Regions from separate parts of the Gossypium hirsutum genome. Here regions 2, 3 and 4 are each linked to region 1. Evidence: chromatin contacts called from public Hi-C data. All regions are on one chromosome and are shown on one strand. The core of a region is the stretch at or near the end of the contact, and the rest is flanking DNA. Distances in the headings are between cores, read along the strand shown.

What was found. A called contact is a pair of places that touch in the nucleus more often than the background predicts.
Region 2: a Hi-C map of leaf shows a contact between it and region 1, with 3 times the contacts expected there. The contact joins the promoter of LOC107918075 here to the promoter of LOC107917343 in region 1. A contact is called at or near these places in 3 of 34 Hi-C or Micro-C datasets (leaf and petal).
Region 3: a contact with region 1 is called in a Hi-C map of leaf, with 3 times the contacts expected there. The contact joins the enhancer-like site here to the promoter of LOC107917343 in region 1. A contact is called at or near these places in 8 of 34 Hi-C or Micro-C datasets (anther, callus, fibers and 2 more).
Region 4: a contact with region 1 is called in a Hi-C map of leaf, with 2.8 times the contacts expected there. The contact joins the promoter of LOC107918076 here to the promoter of LOC107917343 in region 1. A contact is called at or near these places in 5 of 34 Hi-C or Micro-C datasets (callus, leaf and petal).

Annotation. Positions count from the first base shown.
Region 1 is chrA01:28,170,829-28,173,742 of Gossypium_hirsutum_v2.1, reverse strand. LOC107917343 reads right to left here and starts at 1,337. Exons shown (of 4, transcript XM_016846700.1): 1 at 1,283-1,337; 2 at 960-1,046; 3 at 561-870. The coding sequence starts at 1,337.
Region 2 is chrA01:27,706,538-27,709,637 of Gossypium_hirsutum_v2.1, reverse strand. It overlaps LOC107918075 (F-box protein At1g47056), which reads right to left and starts at 1,416. Exons shown (of 1, transcript XM_016847579.2): 1 at 1-1,416. The coding sequence starts at 947.
Region 3 is chrA01:27,798,967-27,802,254 of Gossypium_hirsutum_v2.1, reverse strand. No RefSeq gene overlaps it. Among protein-coding and RNA genes, the nearest start is that of LOC121206676, 16 kb to the right of the region's middle. Within about 2 kb of position 1,259, at least 3 of the 9 cell types and tissues checked have an H3K27ac peak or open chromatin away from gene starts, as enhancers often do. A contact at or near this core is called in leaf, where this site is marked.
Region 4 is chrA01:27,739,043-27,742,022 of Gossypium_hirsutum_v2.1, reverse strand. LOC107918076 (cysteine proteinase RD21A) reads left to right here and starts at 1,489. Exons shown (of 5, transcript XM_016847580.2): 1 at 1,489-2,348. The coding sequence starts at 1,874.

The DNA.
Region 1 (2,914 bases), core at 88-2,587:
AGTAAAAGCTATTGACTTTTTCCTACTAATAGTTAAGGGTAGCCTCAAGTAGCTATCAAATGTATCAACCATGCGTATACCGAGCATAGAACAAAATAATGTCTTTGGGCCAACAAAGTTTTCAGGTAAACATAATCATAGATTTATCATTATTAATTTTTTGACCCGACACCCTTGTAAATTTATTTATAATATTGAATACTTCCTCAACTTCCCTTTTTTATTATGAATAAAGAGGAGGGCGTCATCGGTAGAAAAAAGGTGGTTTATTCGCGGCCTATTAATACTAGCCCTAGTGCCTTTAATCTTATTTCCATTCTATGTTCGGATTAGTAATCTAGAGAATGCTTACATGCAAAATAAAAAAAGAAAGGAAGGGAGAGAGAGGGTCCCCCTGTCTAAGAGCCTTTTCCGAAATGATAGTTTCCGAAAAGGTTGAGTTGCATTTAACAACATAGCGGACCGAGCGAACGCAACTCATTATCCTATTCACCCAAGCATCGGCATAGCCCATTTTATTCATAACTTCTTCAATAAATTTTCATTCTACTTAATCATACGCTTTGCTCATATCAAGTTTGATCATGAAACCCTTGTTGGACCCGTTATTGGCACTTTGAAGATAATAAACAAGTTTATGAGCAATCAAAATGTTGCCATAGATCATTCTTCCGGGAACAAAGGCACTTTGATTTTGGCTAATGCACTTTGGCAGGGTTTCTTTCAAGCGATTGACAAGCACCTTGGCCATGATTTTAGACACCACTCTGCAAAGACTAATCGAACGGAAATTAGTCATATCAATGGGTTCTTTAATTTTAGGAATGAGATCAATAATAGTTTCGTTAATTCTGTCCACACTCCTATCGCCTATAAGACTCTCATGGCAAAGCTTTATAATATCCTCCCCCACCACATCCCAATTTTCTTTGAAAAAATTCCCCGACAGGCATCAATACCCAAGGCTTTCCTAGGGTCCATTTGATTGAAAGCTTCCTTGATTTCGATATCCGTGGACTCTTTCATCAGTCTTTCATTGATCTTCCCTGAAATGTAATTTTTTATATAGTCAAGATTTAAAACATCAACATCATGTAAATTTCACTCAAAAAGTTTTTGAAAATACTCCTTGGCCGCCTCACAAATATCTTTGATATTTTCCTTCCAGTGACCATGCATGTCCTTCAGTCTATCAATGCTGTTTTTTTTCTTTCTATTTGTGGCTCTCACGTGGAAAAATGGGTGTTTCTATCATCTTCCTTTAGCCAAGTTATTCTCAAACGTTGGGCCCAATACTTCTCTTCGTTTTCATGCAGCTTCCCAAGCTTTAACCGCATAGCTTTAATCTTGTTACTCGCCTACATGCAACCAGACCTATCAATTATTTTATTGATTTTTTATTGTAACACACCAATTTGAATGCGCATCTTTTTGTATTTATTATACTGCTAATCACCCAGGTCTTGACCCATATTCTCAATTTTTTCCATGATATCCACAACACCGTTCTGCCATGCATTTTTGATAATATTCTTTGCTTCATTCTCTTTAGCCCAGTAGACATCGTATCAAAATTGAGTCTAGGATCTCTTGTCCTTTCTTTCGGCTTATGACCCTCGATGTCTAAGAAAATAACATCGTGGTTGGAAGAGGATTGGTGAATCACCTTAGTATCCAAGAACGGAAAACAAGCCACATCATCTGAAGATATTAAAAAACGATCAAGTCTTTCATTGACCAAATCATCTCCCTCCCTATTGTTAACTCATGTGAACCACCCTTTATTTGTTTTTAGATCAACAAACGAAAGCTCATCCACAATTGCTCGAAAATCATCCATAAGAGCTTTTTGTTTTCTCCTTCCCCATTCTTTTTCCACGTTGTCTAGAATTGCATTGAAATCTCCCCCGATGATCCATTTTTCCTTAATAGAGCTTCCTACTTTCCTTAACATATCCCACGAACTCTGTCTTTTTTTGGGATCGCCATTCCCATAATAACCCTTGAAATGAACAACCTTATCATTTTCCAAGTGAATCAGACAGTCGATATGGTTGTTAGAATAGTTTTTTATCTCGACCTTTATACTTTCTTTCCACATCATGGCAAGACCACCACTTTTTCCAATTGCATTAACAGCCAAGCATCCTTCCATCATGCATCTGCTTCGGATAGAAACAAATTTATTTGTATTAGCTTTAGTTTCACAGAGAAAGATAATCTCGAGATCATTTGCAACAATAAGTTGCTTAAGCTCATGAACTGTCGCAAGGTTCCCAATCCCACGACTGTTCCAACATAGTATCCTCATTGCTCTTGGTGGGGCTGGTCGCCAGCCACTGCCTTGCATGGTGTAATCTTTTTCAGCAATCTCCTTTTCACGATCTTAGATTGACTCTCATCTGTGTTGTCTCCATTTAATCCCTTTTGTCTCTTCCTTTTGCTTTTAAACCTTCCCAGTTCATCCTGCCCATATTTATTATTTCTTTTTTCCACTGAAAAATTAGATACTGAGACTTCTTTACATCCTTTTCCTTTTTCTTTTTGTATCATTTTCCCACTGTTATCCCCTGTATCCATTTTACTTTCCTCTTTATCCTCATTCAGGGGTTCTTTGTTTGCCATTATTTCAATGCTGTTTCACCATATACCTCTATCTTGGTTCAAAACTACAATATTAACCCTTAACCAGCTTCCATATTGGAAATCTAAAATATCTAAATTGGAAGTTCCATCCCTAGTTTTGCACTTTTTTATTTTATGGCCAATCAATCCACAATAGTAGCAAAAATCCAGTAATCTCTCATACTTGAGCATACATATAGTTCCCACCCCATCTTTTCCCACTAGCTTCATTACCCTCCGTAAGGGGTTTAACATATTATTTTTTAACTTCATCTTTATGAATTTAGTC
Region 2 (3,100 bases), core at 167-2,666, 460 kb after region 1:
CCGAGTCCGGCGTTTGTACACTCGGGAGTCTTAACGAGGTGAAGAATTTCTAGTTTTGAACAGTTGGAGATAGCCGCAAGACCGACATCGCTGACTTGGATCCGCTCCATATGGATCTCTACCATACCCGCGACCCGTTCCACTATGAGTGGGAAAAGCTTATCCCAATCGCCAGAGCATCTAAAAAGTTTCAAAGATTTCAGATTCTTTGCACCAATAATAAGCGGACCAAAACACTGCCCATTATAAAGCTCTTTTAAGCAAATTGTTTTCAACGCCGCCGCAGCCACCCCAGGCCCAATCGGCTCAGCTGCAGCGCCGTCGGTGATGCCACGAAGTCGTTTCACGGAGAGTTCCTCGAGTGCTGGACAATTGTCGAGCACAGCGTTCATGCCTTTGGCTCCGAAAGCGCAAGAACCACAGGAGAGCTTCTTTAGACCCTTGCAGTTTTTAGCGAACGCCAACATTCCTGCATCGGTCAAGTCACGGCAAGCTCGGAGCTTAAGGCGAGTCAAATTCCGGCAACGCTCGGAGATTAGAACAAGCGCTTCGTCGCCTATGCTAACAGATCTACGGTCACATTTCAGAGCCAGTTTCGTAACAGCATCGAAACGAGAGAAGATAGAAGGAATGAGAGGTTGCAGATCTGATTGTGCGTTGAGAGATAATCGGTGACGGCTCTGTCCTTCAATCAGAAGCCACTGCCGGCAAACTAGAGAGCATCGTTTTCGGTCAGCGGGGCTAAGAGACAGGAAAATACAAGCCAAACACTCGTCAGGAAGATCCGAGATGAAATCCGACGATTCATCTGTGTTACTTCGTTCAAGCTCTTCAGTTTCCTCAGCTTGCATCGGACAGATCAGAGCCGTTGATTTCGGTTTTGACCGTTCGCGATGGTTCCAATCTGGACGGCTCCTTAGCTTCGCCGCCGAAACTGATTGGCCCATCAACAAAATCTAACTAAACTAAAGAAAAGAAAACAGCCACAGGGTTGTTACGGTGAGGGAAACCGTAGAGAAATACTGAAGAGTTTTCAGGCTCTTATTTTGTTTTTGATCTTCTTGGAAATGTCCAGAACGACGGACTTCAAAATCGGATTTCATTTTGGCTTTTTTCTCGACTTTATTATTTTTATTTGCCCGTCTTTCACTTTGAACAAAATAGCCTCCCACTATTAAGTTTCTATATGCTGTTTCCATCCTCATAATACTTTTCTTGAGCTCACTCCTTCATTTTGGTTTCTGATGGAGTGAAAGTCAAAAGTCGGATAAAATTAAAAGTCAATGATGATGCAAAACAGAACTGGTTTGGATGAGGTTGAGCACAGGAGATGCATTCTTTCTAGCATCATATTTTATCTTTTCTTGTAATTTGTTTAGTTTTCTTAAAAAAAAATTTAAAGAATTTGGTATAGAAGTATTAAAATAAATATATTTAAAATTTTAAATTGTGACCATTTATATATTTGTAAAGGATGATATTTACAAAAATTAAAGTATTTGTAAATTTTTAAAAAATAAATCATAATTGTTGAAAAAAAAGTAAACTTAAACTTGTCCAAAGTTGAAGATTTGTTCGAAATTTAGGATAGTGTGGGTAAAAATATTAGACTCGAAAATGAGTTTAAGAAATAATTTAGGTTAGTTTAAAATATGGGTCTTGCTCGGGCTTAACATTCAAAGCCTAAGCTCAACCCGATTCGTTTTTCAAGTTTGTAATGTTTTATATTATACTGTTTTTATATATTATCTAATTTGTAACACATAAAAATTAGATATATAGTAATATATAATACTTCTATAATGTAAACATAAAAAATTAAGATGACTATATATAAAACTATAATAAATAAAAAATTATATAATTATTAAATATTAAAATAAAATAAAAAAATATTTTAAAAATAATATGGGCAGGCCTAAATGGGCTTAGGTCAACTAATTCCAACATGGGTAGGCTTGGGCAAAATTTTATGTCCATGATCAGGCTAGGCCAAGCTTGGGCAAGTATAAAGTGTGTTAATATAATGCTTAAGCCTATCCTGAGCTCAATCCAACCCATGAACACCTCTAGATAAACCACAAAATTAGTCACTGAACTATGGGATAAGTTTTCATTTTGGTCATTAAACCATTAGTTGTCGGACCATTCGAAAGATTTCATTTAAATCATTAGGTTGCTAAGTTTTTCTTTAAAAAAAAATATTGCCAACAAGCTCCAAGAGGCAATTCAATGGTTAGTACAGTGGATCAGTACCCATCGACGAGTAGAAGAACATATCTTAGGTCTAAGTTGATTTAACGATCAGTGTCGGAGATCAAAGAAAAAAGTTGTTTAAATTTCGATTTGCAGATTCGTGACATTCAAAGTTGTCTCATAAAAAATGAACCTTAAAAGAGAAGAGGAAAGAAAGCTTTCGATTAGTGTAGGCAATGCAAATAAAGAAAGGCATATAGTATTGATTTTAACAGTCCAATGACTTAAATGAAAAGTTCTGAATATTTCAATGACCATATTGTAACTTTTTTTAGTTAAGTGACCAAAACGAAAAACTTACTCATAGTTTATTGACTAATAGTGTAGTTTACCCTAAAAAAATTATAAATTTAACAAGACCTCGTCATAAATGGCTATCGAGGTCATAGTAAAAGCTCTAATATTAAAATCTATAAACAATTCATTCCACTTGTTTGATTTTCATAGAAACCTAAAATATTCTCTATCTATATTTTATACTATCTTATATACCCAAGATTTGTAACTTTGAATTTTGAAGCATACTATAATGATTGCCCCCTTATTGAGATCAAAAGAAGGATATGTTACTTAAAATGCTACAACAATAGAGTGTTTTCTAGTAGTTTGTTGTCATAGTAATGTAGAGATGAATGCATTAGATGACAAAATCATTCTTCACTTAAAAGATGATTTTTATCACATCAAATTAATAATTTTACTTTTGTGCTAACATTCTTTTTTTTATTTAATTGAATGATAAAGACCTGAGACCCATATGTTTCATCTCCATGCAATGAACCAATAATAACACTAAATATTTAGCGTTACTAACGAGTCTTCTAGTGGATAGGCATCCGATAAT
Region 3 (3,288 bases), core at 10-2,509, 370 kb after region 1:
AATAATTAGAATAATTCAAAATATAATATGTAAAATTAATTTATTGTAACAAAATATGTTTTTTTTAATTTAATAAATTTTTTTTGAGTATTTAACAATGTTTTATTCAAGGTTTGAACCTCGTTCTCTTCTTAAGAGTGTAATGCATTTTATCATTATATCTGTCGATAAAAAGAAATTTTTATTATAAGTGAAATTTTCTTTCTTAAAAACAACATAAAATAAAGGTTAAATAAAAAAGAATTCTCAATATAAAGAAAATATTTATTAAATTAAATGAAGTATTATATATTAGTTAAGATGTAGATGCAACAATTATATTAATATTATATAAAAAAAAGATTTGGAAAAAAAACTATACTTATTTATGGTCTTGGCTCAAGCACTAATATTAAAAGCCCAAGCCCCCCTAAGACCTATTTTTATATATATAATATGTTATTTTATCAATATTATGGAATTTATAGCATACAAAAATTAAATAGTAAATATTAAAAATATGATAACTTGTTTATGTTTAAAAATATCATAAAATTAAAAATATTAATAAAATATATAATTACTAAATATTAAATAAAAATAAATTTAAAAAATGGGTAACTATTAAAAGAATAGTGAGTTTGAAATTTTTTTGAAAGGTTAATGTATGTAGATATAATTGAACTTGGCAATATATACTTACTTGATACCTAATTTTTTTTATTGAACTTAACTGGTATCTAAATTTTGAAACTGTCAGCTAACTTGATATTTTTTTAAGTATTTAACTAAGGCTAGTAAAACACATTGATGTGGCATTAATGTTCTACAAACTAGTGAAACGAGGCAGCCTCACATTTTGAAATGTAAATTTTTTTTAATAAAATTTTAATATTTTTTTTTACCTTGTGTTAAAATATGAAATTGTCTTGTGTCATTAATCTATTGATTATTAGTGTCACATCAATATATTTTAATGATATTAATCACGGAGTTCAAAAAATAAATAAATTAACTACAATTTATGAAGATCGGATACCTTAAGATATATACACTTTTTTGAAACCCATTGGAATATAGAAAGAATGAAGGACACAAGGCTGTTGAAAAACTTGGTCTATTTGAGCATAAATATTTTGAAAATAAACTGGTTTGGGCATTTGGTTTTGGCTCCCGAAAAGCTCAATGGAAAACGTTAAAACAAAAACAAGGCAGCCCAAATTTGAGACTACCAAAGTGATCCTTTTAGCATCCAGGTTTTTTTTTTTTACCCCACAAAATCAGCCCAAATTTTCTCTAAACAAAAGAGAAATTTGTGGGTTAATAGTGAATCAGTACAATACCTACTTACATATTTGTCAAAGTCGCAACCGCCCACTTATTGATGTAGGAAAATACCTTACATATTGGGTAAAATTAGTAAAGGCAAATGAGCATGAAATTCAAGCCCATGGTGGCATAGAAATCTTCATTGTCTTCTTATATGGCTAGTTTGGATATTTTTCAGTGTCAATTGCTGGGTTAGGTTAAACAATTTGAGTTGCCAAATTGCTTCAAGAAATAACAAAAAAAAGAATCTTCATTGTTAAGTGGTAGTTGTGATTATTATTAACAAATATAGCATACACATCCAACAAATTTCAGCATAATTCTTATATATTAATATCATTATTAAAATTGTAATATCATTAACATGACACGTGTGTAATAATTCTTATATATTTTATAAAAATTTAAAATATTTAAAATAAAAAAAATAAATAAAAGATTTTTAAAATTATCCATATTAGTAATGAAATACATATAAATCACCACAGAAGGTATCACATTCTTATCATTAAAATTTTAATAATTCAATTAATTTTTACATTAAAAAAATAATTTAATTAAAAATATAGAAGATCAAAATGATAAAATAAATAAGGATTAGGATTAAATTCAATATTATAAATATTTAAAATCGACATATAAATATATTAATTCGAAAAAAGGTAGTATTAACATGAAGTGTTGGGGATCAGTAAAAGAAAAAATAGAAATTATAAAATAAATGAAATGTGAATGGTGAGGAATGAATGTCAAAGACGTAATGGAAATGGATTCATTGTGAGAATGACAAATGATATTTTAATTTCTTTAATAAACAACGAGAAATTATAAAGTGAAGAAAGAGATTCCATGTTATGACTAAAATTGGGATTCCCTGTCGTATACGGTCACTACTAGGATTCCGCCCATCATCCACCCTTACCTAATTCCTTAACACATGTGGCTTCAGTATCACACGCTTAAAATATATCCTTTCAACTACTTCTTCACTGTCTAAAGTAATCATAAAATCTTGAAAGTACGATTGATTCACTGAATTAATAATATTTTAATAGTAGGAATGAAATAGAACTGTAATAAAATTAAATATGTATAATAATAATTTGATTGGATGGAATAAAATAAATATTGTAATTTTATTTATGCGTTTGGTTGAGCGGAATAAATATGGAATGATCACAAATGATAATTTTACCTTTAAAAATAAAAAAAAAAATTTTAAGTATATTAATAATATATTGTAAAAATATTTAAATTAAATTATATTTTGCATTAAATTAAATAATTACTAATAATGAAAAATATAATTAAATAATAATTTCTATATTGTTTATTTATTTTTAATATTAATTTTATAAATGTTTTGATAAAAATATTATACAAATGCATATTATTACTCCATTCACCCTACCATAGCTTGCTCCCAAGCTTTACCACTTCCTTTGATCTTTCATCGTACCATTATTACTCAACCATCACCCTAAAACCACCACCAGCACCATCTACTTTGTTTCATCATTCTCACCACACCAACCTAATGATTCAAAAGTCCCTATTACCAAAAGTCAAACCTAAATACCAAATCCATCAAACTGACAATACCAGTAGCCGAAACGATTCAAAAAAATAAGAGAACAGAGAAGCAAAGAAGAAGAAAAAAGGTGAAAGAGGCGACCTTTAAACTGGCAATACCGACAACCGGAACAAAATGAATTTCAAGCTTCTCTGAATTAACCCAAAGCAAATATTCTATAAATTAGGATTTACTAAATCTCCATCACTAAAATTGGTTAAAGTTACTAACCCATTAACCAAAATGTGATATCGAAAGTTACCCAGATCCAATCTCGATGATTGAATCGAAGGAAATGGAGACATACCATGTACGTCCCTAGATCTTTGACATTGAAGACATATTTTGACGGCAAACTGAAAAACTTAGCGGTGTGGTAGATTTGAGGCAAACTAGGAAGGAGAGTT
Region 4 (2,980 bases), core at 240-2,739, 430 kb after region 1:
TCGTCTCTATATAAATTTGGTGGTTAGGAGAGTAGGCATTCCATCTAGCACCAAATTGTCAGTTTTATATTTTCCAACACTTCTAAAAGTAAAAACTAAAAAAAAATATATGTTAAAACTGAAAAAAAAAAGAAGAAGAAAAACAGTGAAAGATATAACTTTTGTAAAAACTTTAAAAACCTCATAATCAATATTTTATAACAGCCACTTTTACAACATCAATTTTTCTTTAAAATTTTCATTTTAAATTATTCAACATAAGATCAGACGTGTAATTTAATGATTAAATTAATCACTTCAGTAATAACGTGAATGACTATATTATAACATTTGATATTTGATAGTTAAATGACAAAAATAAAAAACTTAGCCTTAATTTAATGAATATTGTTGTAGTTGATTTATATAGGATATATTGGCCATAGCAGCATAAATTAAGGAAATCAATGATATGATAATAAGCAAATTGGTTGGATTCTTTGATAAAACAGTCCAAATTTAAGTTGCTTGTCTCCGTCCTAATCAATTATATGGGTACAACAACATCCTATGCCATATCACTTTTGGGGTCAATGTCACCATATTATTTTACTTTTCAAATACCCAGAAATTATATTCCTTTTTTCCTAACGATGAAGCATTATTACTGAAAATAAAATAAAAAATTATTAATATAAAAAAAATCTAATGTTTCGTAAAAGATATTTTGATGGAAGTCGTTTAATTGCTGAAGAAATAGAGAAGGCGTGAATGACTCCACAATTGGGGCGCCTATCCTATCATCTAATATTGAAAGTGAAATGTGGGGAGGTCAGCACCTAAATTGTTGATGCATATATATATATATATTCCCCAACTTCCATTGGGTCCTACACTTTTACAACTTCAATCCAAACACATATATCTTTTGTGGTCTTCAAAGTTTTTCTCAAGGGTGCCAAACCTTTTTTTTTTCTCTATTTTCCAAATATTATCTAAAACAAAACACTTCTATTGGTAATATTATTAGGAAAATTACTTAAAATTTATTTTTTTAAAATAATAATAAATATTAATCTAATTAATGTTATTTTTATATTAAATATTTAACTAAACCAAATAAAAATAAAAATATTGTGAAAGTTTTATTTATAACTCAATTATTAAATTTTTTATGAATATAATTTTAACATTAGTTTTTATCAGTATAATAAAATTTAGTAAAATATTATACACTAAAAAAACTTTCCCATTATCATAGATTGCATAATGAAATTAAAATTATATAAAAAAAACATAAAACTTTAATTGAATAATAAATTTAAAATTAAATTAATTTTTTAAATTTAATTATATATATTATTTTTTAAAAATTAAATAATATATCTTATTTTAAATATAATTTTTTTTAGAATTACTGTGATTGAGGTATAACAACAACTCTTATTAATGGTATTGATTGAGGTTAAGGTTTGGACTTTATAGAGTTGAAAGTTAACCTGCGTGGCCAATCCAAAATCACCCAAAGTTTGGCGATCAATTTCAAGTTTAACGTGCCAACTCACTCTCCCCTTAAAAGGTTGTGCAACTGTCTGAATTATTTACAAAAGCTCCTATCTTCGTGGGCTGGGCTGCTCTTTCTCTTTGCTCTACCTATCAAATCGCATCCACATGCTTCTCCGCTGTACTGTTATCACCCCCATTTTATCGTATTTTAATTGTTTATTAATTTATTTTTCCAACTAGGGGAATACACTGAATTTACCAAGTTTCACATTGGGTTACTACCATTAATCTTCTTTTTTTCTTTATAAGCCTACTGTCTCTCGCCTTTCTTCTCCCCCACACATTCAAAATCCTATTCCTTTTCTCCTTTTTCTTTTTCTCAGACAAGATGGGTTCTCAGGGATCGGTTATGGCTATGCTTTTGCTGATGATGTTCACTTTATCATCAGCTTCCGACATGTCCATTATATCCTACGATGAAGCCCATCCCGACAAGTCAACGTCTAGTTGGAGAACAGACGACGAAGTTATGGCCATGTACGAGGAGTGGCTTGTAAAGCATGGAAAAACATACAACGGTTTGGGTGAGAAAGAGAGGAGGCTCCAGATTTTTAAGGATAACCTTAGGTTCATCGATGAACATAACGCCGATGAGAGTCACAGTTTTAAGGTTGGTTTGAACCGCTTTGCTGATCTTACCAACGAGGAGTACCGAGCCATCTACTTGGGAATCAAGAAACCCAACCGGAAAGTTTCCAAGGCCAGTGACCGATACGCCCCGCTTCTCGGCCAAAAGTTGCCCGATTCCGTTGATTGGAGGGAAAAAGGGGCTGTCGCTGAAGTCAAAGATCAAGGAAGTTGCGGTAAGTTTCTCTCTCAATTTTCTTTTATGGATGCTTCTCTTGTCTGTCTGAAAACTAGCATTTTAACTTATACTTTCAGATGATTTTGTTTTGTTTCTGTCAAATGAATCTATCCATGTCTTCTGCCGCCAGATAGACTGTAATTATTTTGAGCCAACTGTAAAACCTGGAGAGAAAGAACAAAAAAAAAATTAAACAAATAACTTAGTTCCGATGTTTCAGGGAAGGTTCCTGTATCTGTCCTTATCTTAGAAACCTTTGCTTTGTGGGTTCTGTTTGGTTATTCAGATTTTGAGGTGGAGTATTGGATATATGTAGGTTTCTTATATAAGGTAAAAGTAAGTAACTTAAAAATTGATTTCGGTCTCATAAGTTAAAAATTGATTTCGGTCTAATAAGTGACTCACTGTATTATTATTCGTTCAGTGGTATTAGTTTTTAATAGGATAAAATATTTAACAAAAAAAGATTGATTTATTTTTTGATTTAATATATATAGATTAATTTACTTATTTTTTGAGTTAATTAGGTTAAAATATATAAATATATAAATATATTTGTCGACTTCAGAAGTACAGTTTTATCATCCGATTTTGTCCGAAATTTTGATGGATTTATAGAGTGGGAGCATT